Linked DNA regions of Mus musculus: regions 1, 3, 4, 5 and 6 are each linked to region 2. Evidence: chromatin contacts called from public HiChIP or PLAC-seq and Micro-C data. All regions are on one chromosome and are shown on one strand. The core of a region is the stretch at or near the end of the contact, and the rest is flanking DNA. Distances in the headings are between cores, read along the strand shown.

Region 1 (3,362 bases), core at 299-2,798, 840 kb after region 2:
CTGCTTATAATCTGGCACACAGGAGGAAGAAGCAAGCAAATCTCTGAGTTCAAGGCCAACCTTATCTTCAGAGTGAGTTCCAGGATGGCTAGAGCTATACAGAGAAACCCTGTCTTGAAAGGACAAAACAAACCAAAAAAGTAAAAAGCAAAGCAAAACAAAGAAAGAAACAAACAAAAACCTTTACTACCAGGGATACTTTGAGAAAGCTCCAGTGTCCTCAGAGACAACCAGCAATCATCAAGTCACAAGAAAGTGGAGTATTTGGAACATTCCTCATGGCATGTAATAAAATAATTGATGGCTGAGGTGATGCTGTATCCGAGAGGTGTTCCCTTCTGATTGCCATGCCTGCATTCTGCTGTTAGGCTGGTGCACAGAGTTTTGCTGAATATCTAAGAGAGATGCAAGTAAAGTGACTGTGCCCATCTTCCTCAGGCGTAAACATTTCTGCCTCCTGCTCCTTCCTTTTACTCATCCATCTGTCCATCTATCCATCTGTCCATCTATCCATCTGTCCATCTATCCATCTGTCTACCTGTCCATCTATCCATCTGTCCATCTGCCCATCTATCCATCTGTCTACCTGCCCATCTATCCATCTGTCCATCTGTCTATCTGTCCATCTGCCCATCTATCCATCTGCCCATCTATCCATCTGCCCATCTGTCCATCCGTCTATCTGCCAATCTATCCATCTGTCCATCTATCCATCTGTCTACCTGTCCATCTATCCATCTGTCTACCTGTCCATCTATCCATCTGTCTACCTGTCCATCTATCCATCTGTCCATTTGCCCATCTATCCATCCAGCATCCCTCTTCTTAGTTCTCCTACTCATTCCTAAGACCTTCAGATTTTCCCTAGGAAACTGGTTAAGGGGTGGCTAATCCACAGGATTACTCCCATTGGGTTATTAACCCCAACTACCACAGGCCCTTCGGTCATGAATGAGAAAGGAAGAGAAATGAAAAGAAAAAAAAAATCTGCCGTCCTGGAAATCAGCTCTTATAACCTCAGTTACTGTAGGGCCTCAGGTCAGGAAGTTATTGAGCAGAAAGGCAGAACTCATCACCCTTCAGAGTCCCCTGAACAGTTACATTATGGGACCCAAGCCCTGCTTACAAAAAGTAGCAGAGTGGAGTCTCTCCTCGCTCTCTCTCCTTCATCCGGCCAAACAAACTATACCAGATTGGCCTGAGATCCTGGCAGGCATCATGGGTTCCAAGTGCCTGTCGAACTGAGAAGCCCCAAAGCCAAGTGTCAGACAAAAGCATTAGGCGCTTTTAGCAGTGAGTGCAATCACTGGCTCTCTCTAAGCAGGGCTGTTGATTTTTTTTTGTCTTTTTTGTCTTTTTTGTCCATGGTAGGAAGTGACAGTTGGATGCCTGGCATTTTCACATGGCCTATTTTCCCTGTGGGAAGTTGTAAAAAAATATCCATTAAGGCTGATTTGTATATGCAACAGAAGGGCATAACATGCCCCTCAAATGAATATCATTATCTCCATCCATGAAGTGAGAGCCATGAGGGATGGCAGTGTCCTGCAAACTCCTCAGAGACTAGGCTCTTGGCAAAGCTCAAGTATGTTGAAACCAATCCCTTGTCTCTCCCCCACTTAATGTCTCAAGGCCAAAAACCCACTAGCAGATGTTTGAAGAGGTTCATTATTGTCTCTTCTAAGCCTCTGAGGGGGTGAGGAGAAGAGGCGGGATTACAAGTCTGGGGAAGATCCAGAGGACAGCTCTCTTTTGAGCTCTCTCTGCAGTCCAGTAATGCAAGAGATTGAATATGATGCTAGTGTTTGGTACTCAGTGGCCAGAATGAAGTCAAAGATACCACAGACCCATAAGCACTTGTTCTGTGGAGATCGACCCTCAGGCTTTCTACATGCAGCCATTCCTCAGTGTTCCATGTCACCCTGCTACCTGAACAGCAATAAGCCATCCACTTCTCTTCCTTCTAACAGTTAAGGCTAACAAGATGGGTAAGATCCACACTGCTGCCCTGACGCTCATTGGAAAACTGGTGCCTGTTTTCTTGAGATTATGAAATATCCCTTTTATTTGCCACAAAAATCCATTTAAAAAGAGGAAGCAGGGTTATCTTTGGTCAGAAAATGGCCGCTTCGCCTCCAGTCAGGCATAGAAGGGAAGCGAGCAAGGTAGAGCCAGTAACTGGATAATTAACTTTCTGTAAGTGCCTTATGGCTTTGTGTTGGCATTTGGTTGGCCAAAGCTATGTTTTGTGGCCATCTGAAGCTATAAGAGAATCTGGGAAGTATGTTTTGCCAGCTGGACCTGTTGTTATTCCTACAAATATTCTTAACAGGAAAAGCAAGAGGACCATCTTTTAATTAAAGGACCAGCAGTATCTGCTATGAAGGCTAAAAATGGTGTGGTGGGATTGTTTCTTCTTTTTTTAATTGTGTGTGTGTGTGTGGTGTGTGTGTGTGTGTTATGTGTGTGTGAGAGAGAGAGACAGAGAGATACACAGAGAGACAGAGAGAGATACACAGAGAGAGATACAGAGAGAGAGAATATGTGGTCTATGCATGTGTCTATGTAAGTGTATATGTGGTGTGTGTGTGTGTGTGTGTGTGTGTGTGTGTGTGCACGTGTGCATGTGCACACACACAAGGGCATATAACAGCTGGAGGCCAGTGGTCAACATTGAGCATCTTCCTCTATCACTCCCTTTACTGAGCCCAAAGTGCTCTGTTTTGGCTAGACCAGAAGCCCCAGCAATCCTCCTGTCTCCAGTCCCCCAGCACAGGAGGTTATAGAAGCATACCACTGTGCCTGCCTACTAAGTGGGCCTGGGGATCCGAACTTAGGTCCTCATGCTTGTGTAGAAAACCCCTCCCCCTGCCCCAGCCACCTCCCTAGCTCCAAATGGTGTGGTTCTAAGAAGTCAAACTGAGGACTGCTGTTCAGATGGCTCACTGTCAGAGGGCCTCAGGAAATGTATGCACGATGCTGTCTCTGAGGACCTGCAATTTCCGCCCCATCCTTTCCTTAATCACTTGGTGCATGTTTTGTGAGAGGGAATAGATCTATCTTTCAGCTAACAAAATAGCCTTGAGGCTCGGAACACATTTTATCATGGAACATCTGAAAATAACTCAGCTCTGAAGTACCATGATGAAGTTGACCTCTGGCAAGAGGGTAAAAATAAGGCTTTATCCATCATCAGCATGAGTTTGGCCGCTCTTTCAATGACTTAGTGCTAGTGTCCACAGCATCAGCTCCTATCAGCGTTAACCACCACCAGCCTGTCTGTGGAAGAAACGACCATTCTGGAGGGAAGACTCACCTTGACCTTCATGTTCATTCCAGAAGAGAGGGGCTCCCTGCTGGGT
Region 2 (3,556 bases), core at 156-2,655:
TCTCCGCAAAAGGGGCGGCAAGGAGGAACGGGGGGACGGGAGCGCCCTGGGCTCTGGCCGGTTCTACCCTCAGACTGAGCCTTCACCAGCGCTCCCGGCACCTAAGCGCGGACCCGCGGATGGGAGGGGGAGACTAGTGGGGAAAGAAGTGGGAGGGGGCGGTGGAAGGGCGGGGAGGGCAAGCGGGGGGCGCCGCCACCCTTTCATCCCACCTTCCAAAAGCACTCGCATGAACACGCACACCCCAACTCATCCACACCCACGGCGACTCGACCCCCGAGGGCGAGCTGCCCGTCTCCGCCTCCGTCCCCAACGCCACTTGGAGAAGTCTCCCTGACCGGCCCCCCGCCACCCCGGACCCCGCGCAGGGGAGGGGACTCCAGCTCACCGCGCGCAGGGCCGCCCGGCCAAACCCCCCGGAGCGCTGGGCGCCGAGCCCGCCGCTTCCCCTCCGCGCGGGCCCGGAGCGCGCCCCGAAATAGCCGGCCTGCCAACTTCAAAGCGCCGCCCCGCACATCAAAGCGCGCCGGCCGCCGGACCGCCGCGGCCTCGGCACTCACCATTGATCCGCTGGCGCACTCCTTGCGGAGACCTCGCAGGCGCCGCGGGCAGAGCCCCTGCCCGGGTCCCCCGCTGGACTCGCAGAGGCTGCCCCGGGGCCCCCCCGGGCCCGCCCGGGCGTGGGGAACATGAGGAGTCTCGCGGAGGCGGAGGAGGGGGTGCACGGAAAACAACGATCCCGAGGTCTGCGCCGGGTTTTTTTTGGGGGGGGGGATCGTGCGCCCCGCTGCCCCTTTTATGCAAAAGATCCGAGTGGGCCTCCGCCCCCACCGCGGCCGCCCCCGGCCCCCGCCCGGCCGGCTTTCAACCCAGGTCCTGTTTCCAGCAGTCACTAGGCGCACCAAATGTCCTCCGGGCGCTTCCAACAAAAACTGCGCTGTGGATTTAACTGTGCACTTCAAAGGCGCGAGCCGAGCGCACGGTCCTGGAAGGGAGGTATGCGAGCCGCACCCGGGCCAGCCCAGCGCGCTCCAGCGCCCCTTTTGGGGGGCCGTGCAATCCGCACCCCTCTACTACCCCGGCCTGCTCCCGGTCGCCCCCTCCCGCGGCCCCGCGCCCCGCTGCCAACCGCCCCCGGCCGCACGGAGCTTTCTTAGAAACGGCTGCGACGGGACCGAGCCTCCGACCCCACCTTTTACAGCAAAGCTCTCCTTTGGGGAGGCGGACGCCTCGGCCTCCGGGTGGCCCCGAAATCCATCGCGAACGGCTGCTTATTTTTATTTCCCGGTTCTTGGGCTGTTACTGAGTTGCCAGGACCTTATCAAAGCGCAGCCGGCTCCAGCCGACTCCCCCGGGCCGGGCTCGGGGAGCCAGTGATCCCGCCGCGCCAATCACAGAGGCGCTCGGCCGGCCCGCGCGCCGCCCGCCTTAAAGGGACAGCGCGCGCCCGCTCTGCCCCGCCCCGGCCCGGCCCCCGTGGCACACTCAGCTCCCGCGTTAACCCTTCCTTGGCCCTCGTCTGCCCCCCGCCGGCTGCTGGCGGCCCCGGGGTGTTCTCGGCCGGAGTTCTGATTGATTTCATGTTTCAAGTTCTCCAGCCTCTGCTCATGTCTCCTCCCCCTGCCTACCTAGCGCTCTCCAGCTCTAGAATGCCAGTTTCTCTCTGGCCATTGCAAGAACTGCAATAAAGCACCCGCCCCCCCCCCGCCCCCCTCCATCAAATCAAACACGTTCCTACCTTTTTTCAAATTTCCCTGGGAATTTGGAGAGCCTTCTGGTAGGAGCTAGATCCGCTGGCCAATTCTTAGGGCGTACTCTGACTCAGAAGGCATGATGTGTGTGTATGTGTGTGTGTGTGTGTGTGTGTGTGTGTGTGTGTGTGTGTGCACTTGTGCTCCAGTATCTATTTGCACTAATATAGAAATAGTTTGTGGACAGTTGTGTTTGGATGAAGATGGGCGGTTGTGAATTTGTCTCCACAGTGGAATCAAGGTGCGCACCTCAGTTCCCCAATATTGCAACCTTACACATCAGTCAGCACCTTCCTTGCACACTCATGGACCTCTTTCCCCAACAAATCCGTGCCCACCACACTCTCCCAAAGGGCTGCCACCATCCCATATGTTACTTATTAAACAGCCGTGGAATGCCTCCCACACATACGCGGTGTTAAAGTATTAAAAATTCACCCCACTGTCACCTTCGAATTCCTTTCCACATTCTCCCCAAAATATTTATAAGGCACGGGCCTTAAAAAAATATGCCATAAGTTCAGAACACTTATTCATTCATCTGTTGTTGTAGAGCATTTCCCCGTGGATGAGCTGATAAACTTGCGGGGGGGGGGGGGGGGGGGGAATGGAAGTGAGTAGGTAGCCTGATAGAGTTCTTACTTCACAAACGCTCAGTTCCGCCCCAACCCCTGCACCACATAAGCCAGAGTTGGTGACACATGGCTGCCACCCCAAGGTAGAGCCAATCAATAGAATGAGAATTCCAAGACCAACTTAGTAAAATGGAAGCCAGCCTGGGCTACCTAAGGCTCAATCTCTCAGAGACAAAGCAGTAACACAACAGCAGCAACAAAATATCAACAGCGGAGCCCAGGGCAAAGTAATCCAAAGAGAGGAAAGCCGAGAGAAGCAAGGGCCTGGCCTTCTGAAGGGAGGGCGAACATTCCGCTTTGGAGACTTTGAAACAGGTAAGAAACATGGCTGTCCAAAGAGGGAAAAGTGTCCCCCATGTTCTACTGGAGAAAGAACCCGGGCTGCAGCAAAGGGCCAGAGAGCTCACACACCTTAGGCCTCAAATTCCACAGCCTAGAAAGGAGGCCCGGTGGGTCTCATCCTCCTGCTCTTCCTCCATGGTCAATGTACCTGGGTTTCCTTGCAACCAGAGCTGACCTCTCTAAAGCCAGCAGTCCCGGCTGTGAAATGTGGTCCTTCCGGGGAAGACCAGAGGAAGCGTGTTCCCATAATGCATCTGTATCTTGAGACAACTACCAGGTGTGAGGATACTGGGTGGCTCTCCATTCTCTCTGCCTTCCAGCTCTGACATGGTATATGGAATCCTAGACCAAAGGCATACCCGCCCACCTCCTCCATCAACCCCAGCAAAACTGTTTCCTGAGGGTCCTTGGGCCACAGAGGTATTGTCACAGAAACAGAAGTGTAGAGAGAGGCATGAACTGCCATAGAAGCAAGTACAGTGCAAAAACCCAAGGGTGTACACATATGTACCCCACCCCACCCCTGATTCTTCTCTCTCTCTCTCTCTCTCTCTCTCTCTCTCTCTCTCTCTCTCTCTCTCTCTCTCTCTCGGGGAGGGGACATAGAATCATCAAACCATCCCAAATCAAAATAAACAAGGTTCAGAAAAGAGGAGGCTTTCAGAAAGGAATTGGAACCTGGGTCTTCATGGGTGGTTTCCTCCCTTGAGTTGTCCCCACTGACCCCCCACTGCCCCTGAGCCACCCACAGTCATCACAGGCTGCCTTTAAACCGGAGAGCTTGGCTGCTCCTTCATTACCCCAGGGCTGGGGCAGTGGAGGAAGTGC
Region 3 (3,738 bases), core at 634-3,133, 940 kb after region 2:
ATGAAACCACAGCAGAATGTGTTAGCATTTTTTCACGAGTCACTCACAGACCTGCACCAGCTGTTGCCAAACTGTCTCCCGACACTGTTCCCCACAACCTCCGCCCCCACTCCCTGTACCAGATGTCTGCCCACCAGTGTTGAGCCTTCTCTCCTTCTGTCCCCACCCCCACTCCCCCAGGTGATGCTTGCTGACAGGAAGGGAACGGAGGAACTGTACGCCATCAAGATCCTGAAGAAGGACGTGGTGATCCAGGACGACGACGTGGAGTGCACCATGGTGGAGAAGCGCGTGCTGGCCCTGCTGGACAAGCCGCCATTTCTGACACAGCTGCACTCCTGCTTCCAGACAGTGGTGAGGACTGTCATTCCTGTCTAACACTACATCATGGTCTCGAGACACTCGGGACTTTAATCCCGTTTCCTTTGGGAACAAACTCACACTGTTCAGCTTTCATTACAGCAGTGGTTACATTATGTTAGAAATAAATAGTCTAGAGATGATTGGTGTTGGTGGGCACGTGGGCATGGAATAAATACAAATACCAAACCACTTTAAATAAGGGGCCTGCACGTGGGAGGATCTGGGTGTCCATTAAGGTCCTCCAAGTGGCTGTACGTGAGAGGTCTTCTTCCTGTAGGCCCTGGGCTAAGACTTTCGCAAAGCAGTTGTGGATTCACAGCCCTGCCTTCTCTTTTTAAGCAAACCAGGCTGGCCTTGAACTCAGAGATCTGCCAGCCTCTGCCTCCCACATGCTGTGATTAAAGGTGTGTGCCACCATAGCTAGCCAGCCCTGCCTTTTACAGACAACCCCCTCCCCCATCCTGCTGCTGCCACGCCCAGCATTGGTGTGCCAGGACACTTTGTTTTCTGAGGAGCTGTCTCTGTATAATGACACAGCAGGAGGAGCAAGCTGTGACCTGTCCAGCAGCCCGAGAGCTGTGAGAAAGGTCACAAGAAATAAGCCCAGATTATAATATTTCCTCGCATATGAAATTCAAAATTTAACATTCTAAGGACAAAGCTACACCCCTCCACTTTCCTGTCACCCACAGCAGCTTCCCGACTGTGAAGGCTGTGAGGAGTTGTAAGAAACACACAAACCTTGCCCCTACAATCTGACCGTTTACAGGAAAAAGTTCTGCTGACCTTAGGCGCAAAGTAAAATGTAAAAGAAATGTTCAAACTACAAAGACACCAGCTGTGGGGCTTCCTGGTCTCCCCACACTGACATGCATTCTAAGATGCAGCGATGAGCTGAGGGGTTCCCCACCTCCAAGCCCCACTCTCCAAGCAGCCGCTGTCAGATCTCACTCCCCTGACAGCTAGTGTTACAGTCACCGTCTCATGTAAAACTTCCCTGTGATGGAAAAATGATCCGTGCTTAGGCCTCTCCTTTTAAAATCTTGGGGAACAAGATGCCTTGAGAAGCTTGGAGTCTCAAAATGGGGGATTTTTGTGGACTCGGCGTGCGCCAAGCATGCAATGTTGGCAGCGGCCGCTGTGTGTCAGCCTTGCACTGGTCATGCAGTCGGCTCCAGCCCTCTCAGAGCTCCAGAGAGAACTGGTGGGAAGGTTAGGAGGGAGAACACAATCTCAGCCCTGTTCTGTGAGCCCACGGGCACCCGTGCAGCTCTGGAAAACTGCGAAGAAACTGCGAAGAAGGAATTGAATCCAGAGCCGGGGGTTCCCATAGCCACTTCGGGGCTGTTGACACCAGCTCCGTCATCTCTCCCTCCTGGAGCTACACTTGAATGTTTAATAGCCCCGGTGTGTAAGGGGGGTTGCTTTCTAGACTCTAGCAGAGGTCAGCTCTTACCATGCTCTGTTGTGCTGCTGGTTGTCCTCCCATTAAACTGCCTGGCATAATGTCCCCATCTGTCCCAGCATAATGGCCTCATAACTATGCAGACTTACTTGGCTCCATGATATATGCTCTCCGTGGGGCCAGCTCTTAGCATACCAGTGACAGAAAATATTTAGAAAAAGGCAATATTTGAGCACATTCTGGAGGCAAAAGAACATTGATTAAAATCTCCTTTTATGGTGAACCCCTCTCTTCCACCCACTAAATATCATTACATGTGCGTAATTTATGAGTTCAATATAACCCCAAAAGATATGTTTTCAGAAGCATCCATTTACGCACCTTACTGCATTAGCCCAGCATAGCTCCTGGAAGTCGCAGGCTATCTTTTACGCATGCGCACCATTGATAACAGGGGTTAAGATGGAATGACAGGCCCCGTATAGGGTCTTCATATCACCCCTGATTGAGAGACGAACTGTCCGTACGGGGAAGTCTGTGTGGGGGAAGGGAAAGAATGTTTGAGGCCTTTACTGTAATGAGGTGCATAACTACCAGTAGGCTGACCTGTTAGCAGCGTCCGTCACCTGCAGATGTACGGATGCACATTATCCCCCACTCAGTGAAGAGCAGATCTGTCAAGGTCACCCTGTGTTTGCTAATATGAAAGCAAAGCTGATAAGCTCTGCTGGGGAGGGACCCTCCTCACGTGTAAACCTTGGTCTCCAGGACCGGCTGTACTTCGTCATGGAATACGTCAACGGCGGGGACCTCATGTACCACATTCAGCAAGTCGGGAAATTTAAGGAGCCACAAGCAGTGTGAGTAATCTTTATTAACATTTTTCTTTCTTTCTTTTTTTTTTTTTTATTTTGAGTCTTGAAATTCAAACAGCCTAATTCTCCCAACTGAGAACTCCTTCTAGATACTATGTCCAAGGGCAACTCTGCTCACTTGGGTCTCAGCTCTGAAACTTCCCAGAGTAGCAGCTGAGCCAACAGGACCTGTGCATAATAGGTATGTCTTAGGACCAGTGATTCTAGTCTCAGCAGACTGGACATACGGACGCCTGCCTCCCCATCACCTACTAACACCCGTATGGATGGAAGCCTTCCCTGCTTGCTGCTCATCCAGCAAGAGTGTAAAGTGATGAGAGGCCCTTGGGCAGCCCATGCTCTCATTAGCAAAAGCCATCCAACAGTCCTGACACATTGCTGAAACAGTGCAGGTCAACACAGGGTACCACTAACACTCCAGAGTCGGAGAGTGGGTGCAGCACAAAACTGGGGGATGCCCAACCCAGAGATGAGAGGTGCCTGCCAAGGAAAGGATATGGAGCCAAGTCCAGGGGGTGACCTTCAGCTTAGGTGACATGAGGTGGTGGGGGAGGCTGGACAAAGAAGTGCAAAGCCTGCTGGGAGGGCAGCCTATGAGGATGGCAGAGAGAAGGGCTTGATCCCACAGAAGTTCTGACAGAGCCTACTGGCTGAGACAAGAGGAAAAGTAAGGAAGGGGCCGGTGCAAGGGGACCCCTGGGAACCACGGCAGGGAAGAAAAAAATTGAGCTGAAAGTAGGTCTTTATTTACAAGGAACATTCTGGAAGAGGAAAAGCCAAAGTGCAAGAGAAGGAAAACCTCTTTAAAGTGACATCACAGGCCAGGGGGAGGACACTGTCCAGGAGGAGGGAAGCTTGTCCTCGAACATCACACTGGGATTGCACCTTCCTTGTGGGAATGCAGGAGCAGAGAGCAGGCAGGAACCTGAGGAGTTAGCCATCCACGGGGTGGGGGTGGGGCACGGGTACCTGCGCTCTTTCCCATCTCCTGGGATCCAGAAAGTCTGCAACTTAAATAGAAGCAAACTGAGCAGAGAGCTCTTTTCCAGACCTAGACGCAGAGGCACAGTGCGCCTGCGCCCATTAGTCAAGTCA
Region 4 (3,403 bases), core at 649-3,148, 580 kb after region 2:
CACAAGCTGACACCAGTTGAGAAAATACCTCCATAAGATTGGACTGTAGGCAAGCTTGTAGTGCATTTTCCTAGTGACTGATGGAGGAGGGCCCAGTCCATTGTGAGTGGTGTTATTCCTGGGCCCATGATCCTGGCTGAGTAAACCAGTAAGTAGCAATCTTCCATGGCCTCTGCAATCAGCTCCTGCCCTCAGGTTCTCTCCTGGCTTGGCTTCTCTCAGTGGGCTGTGATTCAGGATATGTAAGCCAAATAAACCCTTTCCTGTTCAAGTTGCCATTGGTCATGGTGTTTCATCACAGCAGTAGTAACCCTAAGACACTTGCTCACCAGATTGTAAATGGGTCAGTGAAGAGCCTGGTCTACTGATGGCTATTCAGTTGCCTGCACTTGTTTAAATGTAAAAGCTATCTTTTCGTCAAGAGTCACAATTAGGCAATCTTGGAAAAGGATAGTCCTTCGTGGCTTATGGGATATGCTGTGAGCTAGTATTTCAGGCGATTTCCCTCTTTTAAAGTCTGCACTTGAGATCTTACATTCCTGATCCTCTTGGGATCACTGGCTGGTGTTACCATGTCCAAGTTCAAGTATGCACATTGTCTTAATGGATTTGTATTCTACAATAAACGAAGCTGATGCGATGGCTCATCTCTGTAATTCCAGCACTCAGGAGCTGTGACAGGAGTATTACCTCGAGTTTGGGACCACCCTAGGCCGATTGGGACAATGAACTTCTTGTTGGTAGAGGGTTGCTCTGTCCCAGGTTTAGAATCCTCCAGGCAGACCTAATAAATATTCAGCAGGCGCTCGGACAGCCCAGCCCCAAGTGCGCCCTTTGCATACATATCCATTCCAGCTACCCCTTCACAAGCAGTTTTACTTGGTAATTTACAAATGTTCTGGCTGAACTCTACACCTGCCAGTATTTCAGCAATTAGCTTAGGATGCAAAATGATTTCTAAGTTAAGGTTCTGGACATGTAAAATCAAGAGAGCCCGATCATCTTCGGGCACCACAGCTCTGATAGCCAACGAATAACATCACAAACCAGGGCAAGCCCTTTGGCATCTTACCGGGTTATTACGACTGTCATACAAATCTATATAATAAGCAGGTGAACTGCAGGTCAAAGATCGAAGGGATGTAAGAGAGCCGGCAATCAGTTATTCAAAACCGCTCCCTTTTACCGACTCGGAACTGAGCGAGGGTTAGGGTTTGGGCATTTTAGTGGCATAAACGACTAGAATGACATTTTGGTCAGGTGAAAGGTTAAACGGGAAAGAGGCTGATAAAAAGCCAGCAAACCCCCCACCCCCAAATGCCTGTGGGTCCAGGTAGCTAGACAAGGAGCTACCTCTGTACCTGCTAAGGTGGCATGGGGGTGGGGGTGGGGAGCGCTCCGTGCCGGGTTCCTTCGGGGCACAACTTCCATCCCAGAAAGAGGAAAGCATGAGCAGAGAAGCGTGAGTGGGTGGAGGAAGGTGGGGAGAGGAGGAGGCCCGGCACCACGAGCGGAAGGAGAGGAGGAGAAAAAAGAGGGAGGAGGAAGCAGAGGAAAAGGGAGGAAAAAGAAGCGGGCGGCGGAGGAGAAGGACCCGCCCCTCCCGGCTTCTTCCTGGGCTGGGCATCTCCAGGGCCTCTCCCCGACCGCCGCCCTCGGCAGTTGGCGGGGCTCACAGGGGCCCCCCAGTCTGCGTGTCCAGCTCTGTGCAGCGGAGCGCAGAGGCCCAAGGCTCGCCCGGCGCGCGTCCCCGTCCCGCGCGCTCCTACTCCAGGCCGCGCGCGCGCGTGCACACATACACACGCTAGCTCTCCGGGCATGCGCAGTGGGCGGCGCCGCTCCGGGCCGCCTCTTGCCGCCGCGAGTAGGAAGCGCGAGCGCCGGGCGCCGGGCTGTCAGTGAGCGTGGGGCCAGCCAGCGAGCCAGAGAGCCGGAGAGAGCCAGAGAGAGCGGCTCGGCTCCCAGCTCCGAGTAGCGCAGCGCCCGCCCGGCTCTCCCGGGCCACCGCCGCCACCACCGCACCTCATCAGCACCGCCACCTCGGCCGCCGCCCCCGCCCACCCCGGCCCTCCCCGGCTGCTGCTCCCCGGCGGAGGCAAGAGGTGGTTGGGGGGAACCATGGCTGACGTTTACCCGGCCAACGACTCCACGGCGTCTCAGGACGTGGCCAACCGCTTCGCCCGCAAAGGGGCGCTGAGGCAGAAGAACGTGCATGAGGTGAAAGACCACAAATTCATCGCCCGCTTCTTCAAGCAACCCACCTTCTGCAGCCACTGCACCGACTTCATCTGGTAGGTGCGCGCGGCAGCCCTGGGGACCCAAGAGCCACCTTTGCCCCGGGGCTCAGGTCTGCTTGTCCCCGGGACTTAAGCTCGGGGACGTCTCTGAGCCCCGGCGCGTCCTTACTCTCAGGGCCAGGACTCCTCCGAGAACTTAGAGTGCCTGGCCGGAGTCCGAACTCTCGCCAGGAGTGACAGGCGCGCACCCACGCGGGACACTCCCTGGAAAGTGGCCCGGCGCTGCCACGCATGCCCTGGTGCCCTGAAGGGACGCTTGGCTCTGCACGGGGTGACTCGGATGAGGGGGAAGGTCCCCTCGCCTCTCCTAGGGCGCACAGGTCTTCCCTGTCACCAAGCGGAGCGGTCAATGGGCCTGATGGGAGCGAAGGGACAGGAAAGAGAGATTGCTGGAGTCAAAGTGGCCCCAGGACGCGCAAGAAACACGCCCGGGAGTAGCGGGGAGCCGCGGCGCGCCGCTCCAAGTTGCTGGCGAGCCAGGCTGGGCGCGTTCCGGGGAGTGTTTGTGCCTCGCGTCGGGCTGGGACTCCGCTGGAACCTTGGGTCCCTGCCTACTGTAGGCTGTTTCTACTGGGCACGGAGACTTTGACTTTTCTGGCCGAGCCCAGAGTGGGGAGAGAGGGGAGGGAGAGAGATGGAAGGCAGCAAACTGTTGAAAGCTTGCCGTGGGGGAGGAGGGCTAACCCGGCAGGCAAATGGCAGAGGGCAGAGGGAGTCATTTAAAATAGACCCTGTCAACAGGAGATTAAACCTGTAACCCAGTTGATGAGGACAGAGGGCTTATTTAAGAAAAATACTGTAATGGCTAAAGGTGTCCGCGCTCAGGTGATTTCCACTGAACGCCAAGCGTTGGCAACTGAGGGGCTTGATAAAAAGAAGGGTTCAGGGATCTATCTCTCTGGAGCCTGTGAAATTAGGTAAAATTGGATTTATGCAGATTTATGTTTTTCTTTTTAAATTTTTTTTGTGAGAGAATTACAGCTTTCATCAGATTTACAAAATGTCAGTCCCCCCCACCCCCATCATATCTTAGAAATCGTCCCCCTCCCACGACTTTGAACACCAAGTGTCAGCTTTTCCTGGGGATACCCTGACTCTTTTGTCCA
Region 5 (3,363 bases), core at 288-2,787, 690 kb before region 2:
CATTCTAAACATCCGTACATGTTATGTATCATTTCATCAGGAATTGGGGAAACATGGCTGAGTATGATGGTTCACCCCATGATCCTATGACCTGGGAAGCCAAGGAAGGAGGATCAGTTACCAAGTGCTTGAGGATCGGTGGACTATAGCTTGAGACAATGTATCCAAAATAAATAAATAATAAACAAGGTGGCTGGATATGAACCGAATTGCCACAATCTACAGAACTGTGACACCATTATCATCATAGTAATAATAATGGCGATGATGAAGATTTCAGAGGCTGTAGAGATGGCTCAGCAGTGTTTTTACTGATGAGCGGAATTCTGTTCCCCAGAACCCACACCAGGCACCTCACAACCAATTGTATACAAGCTTGGGAAGCAAATCTCCAGTTTGCTTCAGAATGCATCTCAAACGACATGAGCTTCAAGCTGTACTGTCTTGTACAGTATTCTAGTTTCTCTCCTTTCTATACAAATCGAATGTCTGGTCAAATACTGCTGAGCAAAGTTGTATGATAACAAGTCCTGAAAGAAGACCCTTTCACATGCCGCTGTGTATTGTTGGTTTTAGATAATATAGTCTAGCCAGTGCTTTAACCGGGTTTTCAGTAAATCGGGTAGGAACATACCAAGGTAATATTGTTAATGTAAGGGTCGGGGTTAGCAAGAGCTCTTTCTCAACTGTGGGGCTGTATGTGGCTTCTTAATCGGCTGGGGATCTTTTTCCGAGAAGCTTAAGGGCTCTCCAAAACGGCTGGACTTTGATGTCTACTGATTTCAACTACAACTGCTGTAAGCTTAGCGGGCGGGCAAGGAAGCAGGCGTCCGCCCGCCTCCTTGGCGTTGTCTCCGACGCTAAGGCAGGCTTGAAGCCTGAAGCTCCACTCCTCCTCCTCACCCTCTGGACGCTCTGGCAATGAAAACACCACCACGTGGCCTGCTGCCTTTGCCTCGCGCACCTTCGGCCAATGGCAAACGGTTTCTCCGACTAGGGGGCGGGTCGTCAACAGCTGTCCCGCCCACTAGCCCTATTGATTGACTAAAAGAGTTGGTGGCCAATCCTGGCTGTCTGCGGAAGGCTCTGTTCGGTCAGCAGTTCTGTTCCCAGTGATAAAGAGGCGGGGTGGGGACAGAGACGGCCTGGAGAGGGGGCGGGGCTACCAAGCTAGGTAGAAGGAGGCTCGGGGCGGGGCCTGGTTGGCTCAGGGCGGAGCTAGGGCTGTGAGGGGGTGGGGCTAGGTGCCCGAAGTGGAGAGGGCGAGGCTAAGTGGGAAATGTGTAGGGCGGGTCCTGAAGGTCCCAGGCAGGGCTAGAGCCGAGAGGGGCGGTACTTGAGGCAGGGGCGTGGCCTGGCTGTTTTAGGACCCAGCCGATTCTCTGAAGGAGGGGCGGGGGTTTGGAGTGGGGCGGAGCTAAATGGGAATCGTGTAAGGGCGGGGTCTTACGATGGAGGGGCGGAGCTAAGTGGTATCTGAGTGGGCGGGGTCTGTCTGGAGGCGAGCCCGGGGCGGGACCGACGCGGCAAGCCGGCCCACGGAGCCGGCGCGGGCGGGCTGCTGAGGTGGCTGTCCCCCGCTCAGAGCTGCGGCTTCTCGGGTCGAGCCCCCGATGGAGGCCGAAGCCGCAGATGCCCCTCCGGGCCGAGTGGAGGCGGCGCTCAGCTGCTTCTCTTTCAACCAAGACTGCACGTAAGCCACGGCGCCAGCCCCCTGGCCAGGGAAGTGGGGGACAGAATGTCGCCACCAAAGGGTGTTGTCCTGTAACGCAACTGGTGGCTAGCCGGGGCCTGCGCGCCGATGGTACCTCGGCAGGGCAGCCTGTGTCGCGGCGTTGCTCGGCTGTAGGGGTTTGAGCCCACCCAGACGACTGCCAGCCAGCGCCTGCCAGAAAGAGCCGGCTAGGGTGACCCAAACAAGTCAGCAAGGAGGGCGGAGGGGGGACCTTGAATGTGGGGGAGGGACTTGGTGTGGGCCACCTAGTGACCGAAAGGGAGATCAGGGACCAAAACAAAGGTGAGGGAAGGGAGGAATGTGCAACTTGACTCAAGAGGGAGGATGCAGAGAGTCGGAAAGATGAAGAAAAACTTTACCATTTGTCCTTGAGTATCTCAACGTGGCATTTGGGCAGGGCCTCGGACAAACAGTCAGTCTATCCCTGTGGCCCGACCAGCCCCAGCACTGGGCATCTTGGCTGGTCTCTTTGGCCGTAGGAAGCTTTTCTTTATTTGCCTTTCTGTGTTTACTCGCTGTCCACCCAGTCCCAGGAATCTCCTGGAAGCTCAGGAGCCCTTTCTCTGCCCCAGACAGCTTCCCATCCCTGAAGCAGGCGCTCCACCCTGTTGCTTTTAAGTGGCTTTTTAATGTTTCACTATGATGGTCAACGTTTAGACTTTGGTCCATAAACAAGGGATTGCTTGCCTGAGTTCTAGGCATCTGCAGGATTGAATCTTAAGACACAAGCTACTGTTTTCTTCCCTGTTTTTGTGCAAGCCAGCCTGGGGACCATATGGATTAATCTCTTTGGAATGTGGAGCCCTGAAGCATCAGGGCAGGGATGACCACTTCCCAGTGTCCCACTTCCGGCTGTACCAGTTTCTGCTCTGTTCCTGGTTTGGGCTCAGCTTCAGGCTTGTGCCTTGGCTGCTGCTAGCTGAACTGTGCTAATATTGAACATTCATTCGTTGGTGTAATTAAGGCCATAAGCAGCCCTGGTTTTCATTCCCTTTGTGTTTCTGTTTGAAAAACCCCTGCTCTGAACAATATGTCTTTGTTTGAAAAATCTGTGTGTGTAATCATATAATCCAGTAATTCGACAGCTTGGCTACATGAGTGACTCTCAGGCTGCCTCTGACCACAACCCACAATAAAAAAGTACATCTTACAACATCTCCCCATAGCCATAGATATGTAATATGCACAAACTATTAAGTGGGGTACCTTGTGGCATTTTCTTGGGATTTTGTTCTTGCTTGGTTTTAACGTTGTCTCATGTAATCCGGACAGCCTCAAGTTCCCTAGTAGAGGAGGATGAATGTCAAAGTTTCATCCTCCTGGCTCACGTTCTGGAATACTGACATTACAAGAAGTACCATCACACTCTGTTTGTATAGTGCTGATGATGGAACTCAGGGTACCCTATACATGCCAGACAAGTCCAGCCCCATTTCCTTGTGTGATAGGGTGAGCAGGGCAGGGGTAGGGAGCCTGCAGGGTACTGAGCCTAAGACCCAATGTCTCAGTCACCCTGAGCGAAGACTCAACCACCAAGCTATATGCCAGCCTGCAGGCACTGAAATTAGTATGTCTTTGTTTTTAAACCTGTTGAGTTGTTTGCGGGATTATCTCCTAAGAGGAGACTT
Region 6 (3,630 bases), core at 911-3,410, 890 kb after region 2:
AGACGTTGTTGGGAAAATTGTCTAAACGTTTGGAAGAAAAATAAATAAATAAATGAGATCTCCCCTCGTGCTTTACACCAAAATAAATTTCAAGTGCATCTGGAAGTTAATTATTAAAAAAAGGAAACAAAATAATGAAAGAAAACACAGGCGAATACTTAACTACCTTCACGGAGGGCAAGGATTTCCTAAGCCTAAAAGAAATGGAAGAAAGGAAAGAAAACATGTTGGTAGCTTTGACTGTGTGAAAAGATAGACTCCTTTGTGTTTCTAGAAGCCTACGGAATTAAATCTAAACACAGAGCGTGGCAAACAGGGAGAAGGACCACTGTCATGTGCATCCAAACATTCCCTCTAGCCAGTAAGAAACCTGTTTACTACCCTAAAGGAATTGAGAATTAAGTCAGAGAAAAAGAAATTCACATGGCCCAATAGCTATAAAGACTGTTAAGCCTCAAAAAAAAAAAAAATCAAACTTACAATGTTACTCTTTATTTTTCTCACTTTATCTTTAATATGATTTTTGGTAGGACTTTGATACAACTTTGGGGGGAGCAGTTTGGCAAGGGTTTTTATATCTTTTACTCTCCTTCTAAGAATGCAGCCCAAGAAGAAAAGCAGAAATTTATGTATGAAGACAATCAGTTGTTATATACAAAGATGAGGAATTTTTAAACCATGTAAATGTACAAACTGAACTTATTTTAAAGTCTTTGCTACAAAATAGAATGCTGGGCATTAAAAAATGCTTTTTAAAAATTACTTTGGTAACTTTTATTAAGAAGGAATTTTTAACTACCATAAAGTTATGTGAATTCTATAAAAATAAATATTACAGGCTAGAGATATGGCTCAATGATAATGTGCTTACCTAGCATATACAAGACCCTGGGCTTTATCCCCAACATTATAATCAAACAATCAATATTATACTATAGATGTCTTTACAGGAGAGCAATTGTCAATCAGCATAACAGTATGTCAGCATCAATCCTCTGTTTTGGTGGAAGTGCAATTGCCTTTAATCTTTGCCTTTATACTTTGTGCATTTAAATTATTTTATGATGACTATGCATTGTCCCTACAATGAGAAGTAATTATTTCTTAAAATCAATGCCTCCCTATGTTTATATGCAGATCTTATCTGTCTCCCACAACTAGCAAATATTTTTCACAGTCATCTACTTTGGAATTATAGAATATTAGCAGATAACATACGTGTTATTGGAGTACTTAGTGTATGCAAGAGGAGGCTATATTAAAAGGGAAACAGGGCTATACAGTAAGACTATGTCTCAAAGTTGAAGAAAGGAGACAGAGTAGGACGAAAGGAGAAGAGAGGGGAAGAGAGAGAGGGGGGGAGGGGAAGAGAGGGGGAGGGAGGGGAAGAGAGAGAGGGAGGGAGGGGAAGAGAGAGGGGGAGGGAGGGAAGGAAGGAGGGAGCATGAACTGACTGTGCATACCACGCTCATTAAATTCTTTAGCTGACTTTGATTGAGTAGTTGCTGACTCACCATTTGGGGACACTGGATTTACTGGGGCAGAAAGCCACCCTTGTGACAAAGTAGTGGGTTTAGACAGCAGAACATTCAGTGAATGTGTTTTTAAACAATGTACTTCTTAAGTCCTTGAATTCAGGTTTGTGGTCACACAAGGTGGGTATATTCTCAGTGTTGCTCGCTCTTCTTGCCCTTGACTCTGGCCATAAGGAAACTAAGATCATAGAATTTGTGAGTCATTGTTTATTAGCACAAATGAGATCAAATCAGAGTCCGTGCTCGTGACCACAGACAGCATCCGCAAGCTTGGTGCAGTGTGATTAGAGCAAATGCAGCAAGCCAGACAGCCAAGACCCTCCAAGTGACCCACGTCTCATTTGTTGATGCCTCATCTACAATTGTTCTTTGCTGAAGATGCCTTTGCATCTCATTGGGTGAAACCCAGCAAAGCTCCATGTGTAATGGTTGCCCTAGAAATGTGGAGCAAATGGCCCTGCATGGCATATTTTCTTCCTGAAAACTAACAATACATTTTATGTCCCTTAGTCTTTGAGCACTCTGAGACTCTTCAAATCATTTGATGTCTTCTGGGAAAGCACTTGGCTCCTTTTGGCCTGAATTGAGTCTCCTTGGAAAAAGGCCTGTTTGGTTTTTCCCTTGTGTTGGAGTCCCTCCAAATGGACACTCTGTGAACTGCAGCTCAAAGTGAGAGCCTCGAAAGGCCTTGCCCACTCCAGCTCCTGTCAGAATCCAAGAATCTGGCCTGCGTGGCTTTTGCCTTGCCCTGTGTTGACCCTGGGGAGATGCCTGGGGAGGAAGTGTTTTGTCCCTGTCCCCGTGTTTCTGTCAGCCTGTGGAGATCTGATAGACAGGGCTAGCAGGAGGCTGGAAAGCCAGAGAACAGGGTTGTGTTCCAGATAGGGTGTGCCCAGGGATGGGACAGCATGAACCCAGAATCACAGGGCAAAGGTTGTATGGAGACCCGTGTGTGTGGCAGATAACTTCCCCATGCTGCTATGCTCGGTGGTAGGTGTTCAAAACAGTCGAGAGGAGAGTAACCCGTGAGTCTTTGGGAATCATGTGTCAGTCCTGCATGTGACAGGTTGAGTGGAATAAGATATTTGACTTCCTTAACCAGTCAGTTGAAACCAGTGTCGGCTCTGAAGTTATACCACTATTGGCTTGGTAAATCAGAGGATGGAGCATGCTGAAGACTACAGCATGATGTGTTTGTACCTGCTTGTAAACCTAGCCATGGGAAGGCAGAGTATGACGATGGCGGGTTCAAGGCCAGCCTAGGCTATGTAGCAAGCTTATGTCTCAAAAAAAACACAAAATAAAAATAAAAAGCAAATAAAAAGTATTTGTTGAAGTGAATGGTGGGATACTCTGGCTATTAGACTATTATTAGTTTCAAGATCAGACCTCTAGACACAGAGTCCAAGTGCCACTGGAGTGTTGATGAGAAATCTCTCAGTGGTACCCTGCTCCCGAGAGGAGGATGTCATCTCTTCCTGCCTCACATCACACAGTCCAATGCATTCCTCTACAGAGTGTCAACTCTACCTTGTCACTTGCTTGAAGAAAGAATCACTTGCCTCTATCTGGACAGAGTTGACTGCTCTTGGGTGCCAGTTCATGGAGGACTCACATTCACACTAAGGAGAATATGACGTGACCACCCTGGACCAGCACCCTCATTTGCAGTTCTTACCCAATATCAAGCCCCAGCAGGTTCTTGTTCCACACTGTCTAGGTCACTCTCAACTCCCTGGTGGCTTTGCTCCACTCAGGCCTCTGTCACATGGTACTGTAGCTGATAGACAACAGGAATGTGGGACTCAGGCTGGGAAGATCAAGTTCAAGAAACTGGCAGCTGCTGTACCCATGGGGAACCCATTTCCTGATCCTGAAATAATGCCTTCTCATTGGGTCCTCACACGGTGGGAAAAGCTAGCAAGCTCCCTAAAACCTACTTTATACGGGCACAAATCTCATCCATGAGGGGCCCATTCTCCTGACCTAATCACCTCTCTGGACTCTACCTCTTAGTACCTTCACCTGGGGACTAGAAATTAGAGCATATTAATTGGGTGGGGAATCACAAGCGTTCAGATCATAGTGTAAGACT

The links. A called contact is a pair of places that touch in the nucleus more often than the background predicts. HiChIP or PLAC-seq counts read pairs in DNA pulled down with a chosen protein or histone mark.
Region 1: a contact with region 2 is called in an H3K27ac HiChIP or PLAC-seq map of stem cell-derived neural progenitor cells, with 4 times the contacts expected there. The contact joins the enhancer-like site here to the promoter of Axin2 in region 2. A contact is called at or near these places in 1 of 39 promoter capture datasets (hippocampal neurons), 4 of 115 datasets of contacts at active chromatin or transcription factors (astrocytes, embryonic forebrain, forebrain and 1 more) and 1 of 9 other capture datasets (embryonic stem cells).
Region 3: an H3K4me3 HiChIP or PLAC-seq map of neural tube shows a contact between it and region 2, with 5 times the contacts expected there. The contact joins the enhancer-like site here to the promoter of Axin2 in region 2. A contact is called at or near these places in 2 of 39 promoter capture datasets (embryonic stem cells and frontonasal cranial neural crest), 7 of 115 datasets of contacts at active chromatin or transcription factors (astrocytes, embryonic hindbrain, embryonic stem cells and 1 more) and 1 of 9 other capture datasets (embryonic stem cells).
Region 4: a Micro-C map of embryonic stem cells shows a contact between it and region 2, with 3 times the contacts expected there. The contact joins the promoter of Prkca here to the promoter of Axin2 in region 2. A contact is called at or near these places in 3 of 39 promoter capture datasets (cranial neural crest, embryonic stem cells and hippocampal neurons), 3 of 484 Hi-C or Micro-C datasets (all in embryonic stem cells), 3 of 115 datasets of contacts at active chromatin or transcription factors (astrocytes, embryonic forebrain and pancreatic cancer cells) and 1 of 9 other capture datasets (liver).
Region 5: a contact with region 2 is called in a Micro-C map of embryonic stem cells, with 2.9 times the contacts expected there. The contact joins the promoter of Wipi1 here to the promoter of Axin2 in region 2. A contact is called at or near these places in 4 of 39 promoter capture datasets (embryonic stem cells, hippocampal neurons, pre-B cells and 1 more), 6 of 484 Hi-C or Micro-C datasets (CD8 T cells, the MNK3 cell line, the N1E-115 cell line and 1 more), 14 of 115 datasets of contacts at active chromatin or transcription factors (the SCID.adh cell line, T-cell acute lymphoblastic leukemia, astrocytes and 7 more) and 2 of 9 other capture datasets (adipose tissue and liver).
Region 6: a FOXA1 HiChIP or PLAC-seq map of pancreatic cancer cells shows a contact between it and region 2. The contact joins the enhancer-like site here to the promoter of Axin2 in region 2. A contact is called at or near these places in 1 of 39 promoter capture datasets (hippocampal neurons), 3 of 484 Hi-C or Micro-C datasets (cerebellum, cerebral cortex and nephron progenitors), 17 of 115 datasets of contacts at active chromatin or transcription factors (astrocytes, craniofacial prominence, differentiating embryonic stem cells and 11 more) and 1 of 9 other capture datasets (embryonic stem cells).

The regions. Positions count from the first base shown.
Region 1 is chr11:108,078,362-108,081,723 of GRCm38.p6, reverse strand. The region is part of intron 3 of Prkca (protein kinase C, alpha); the gene reads left to right. Among named protein-coding and RNA genes, the nearest start is that of Gm51922, 33 kb to the left of the region's middle. Within about 2 kb of position 1,548, at least 10 of the 459 cell types and tissues checked have an H3K27ac peak or open chromatin away from gene starts, as enhancers often do. A contact at or near this core is called in stem cell-derived neural progenitor cells, where this site is marked.
Region 2 is chr11:108,918,198-108,921,753 of GRCm38.p6, reverse strand. It overlaps Axin2 (axin 2), which reads right to left and starts at 1,405. Exons shown (of 11, transcript NM_015732.4): 1 at 1,193-1,405.
Region 3 is chr11:107,980,501-107,984,238 of GRCm38.p6, reverse strand. Prkca (protein kinase C, alpha) reads left to right here. Exons shown (of 17, transcript NM_011101.3): 10 at 181-354; 11 at 2,537-2,628. Among named protein-coding and RNA genes, the nearest start is that of Mir7223, 14 kb to the left of the region's middle. Within about 2 kb of position 1,883, at least 71 of the 459 cell types and tissues checked have an H3K27ac peak or open chromatin away from gene starts, as enhancers often do. A contact at or near this core is called in embryonic stem cells and neural tube, where this site is marked.
Region 4 is chr11:108,342,383-108,345,785 of GRCm38.p6, reverse strand. It overlaps Prkca (protein kinase C, alpha), which reads left to right and starts at 1,898. Exons shown (of 17, transcript NM_011101.3): 1 at 1,898-2,291. The coding sequence starts at 2,119.
Region 5 is chr11:109,609,563-109,612,925 of GRCm38.p6, reverse strand. Wipi1 (WD repeat domain, phosphoinositide interacting 1) reads left to right here and starts at 1,537. Exons shown (of 13, transcript NM_145940.2): 1 at 1,537-1,693. The coding sequence starts at 1,614.
Region 6 is chr11:108,024,476-108,028,105 of GRCm38.p6, reverse strand. The region is part of intron 5 of Prkca (protein kinase C, alpha); the gene reads left to right. Among named protein-coding and RNA genes, the nearest start is that of Mir7223, 29 kb to the right of the region's middle. Within about 2 kb of position 2,160, at least 53 of the 459 cell types and tissues checked have an H3K27ac peak or open chromatin away from gene starts, as enhancers often do. A contact at or near this core is called in astrocytes, pancreatic cancer cells and stem cell-derived neural progenitor cells, where this site is marked.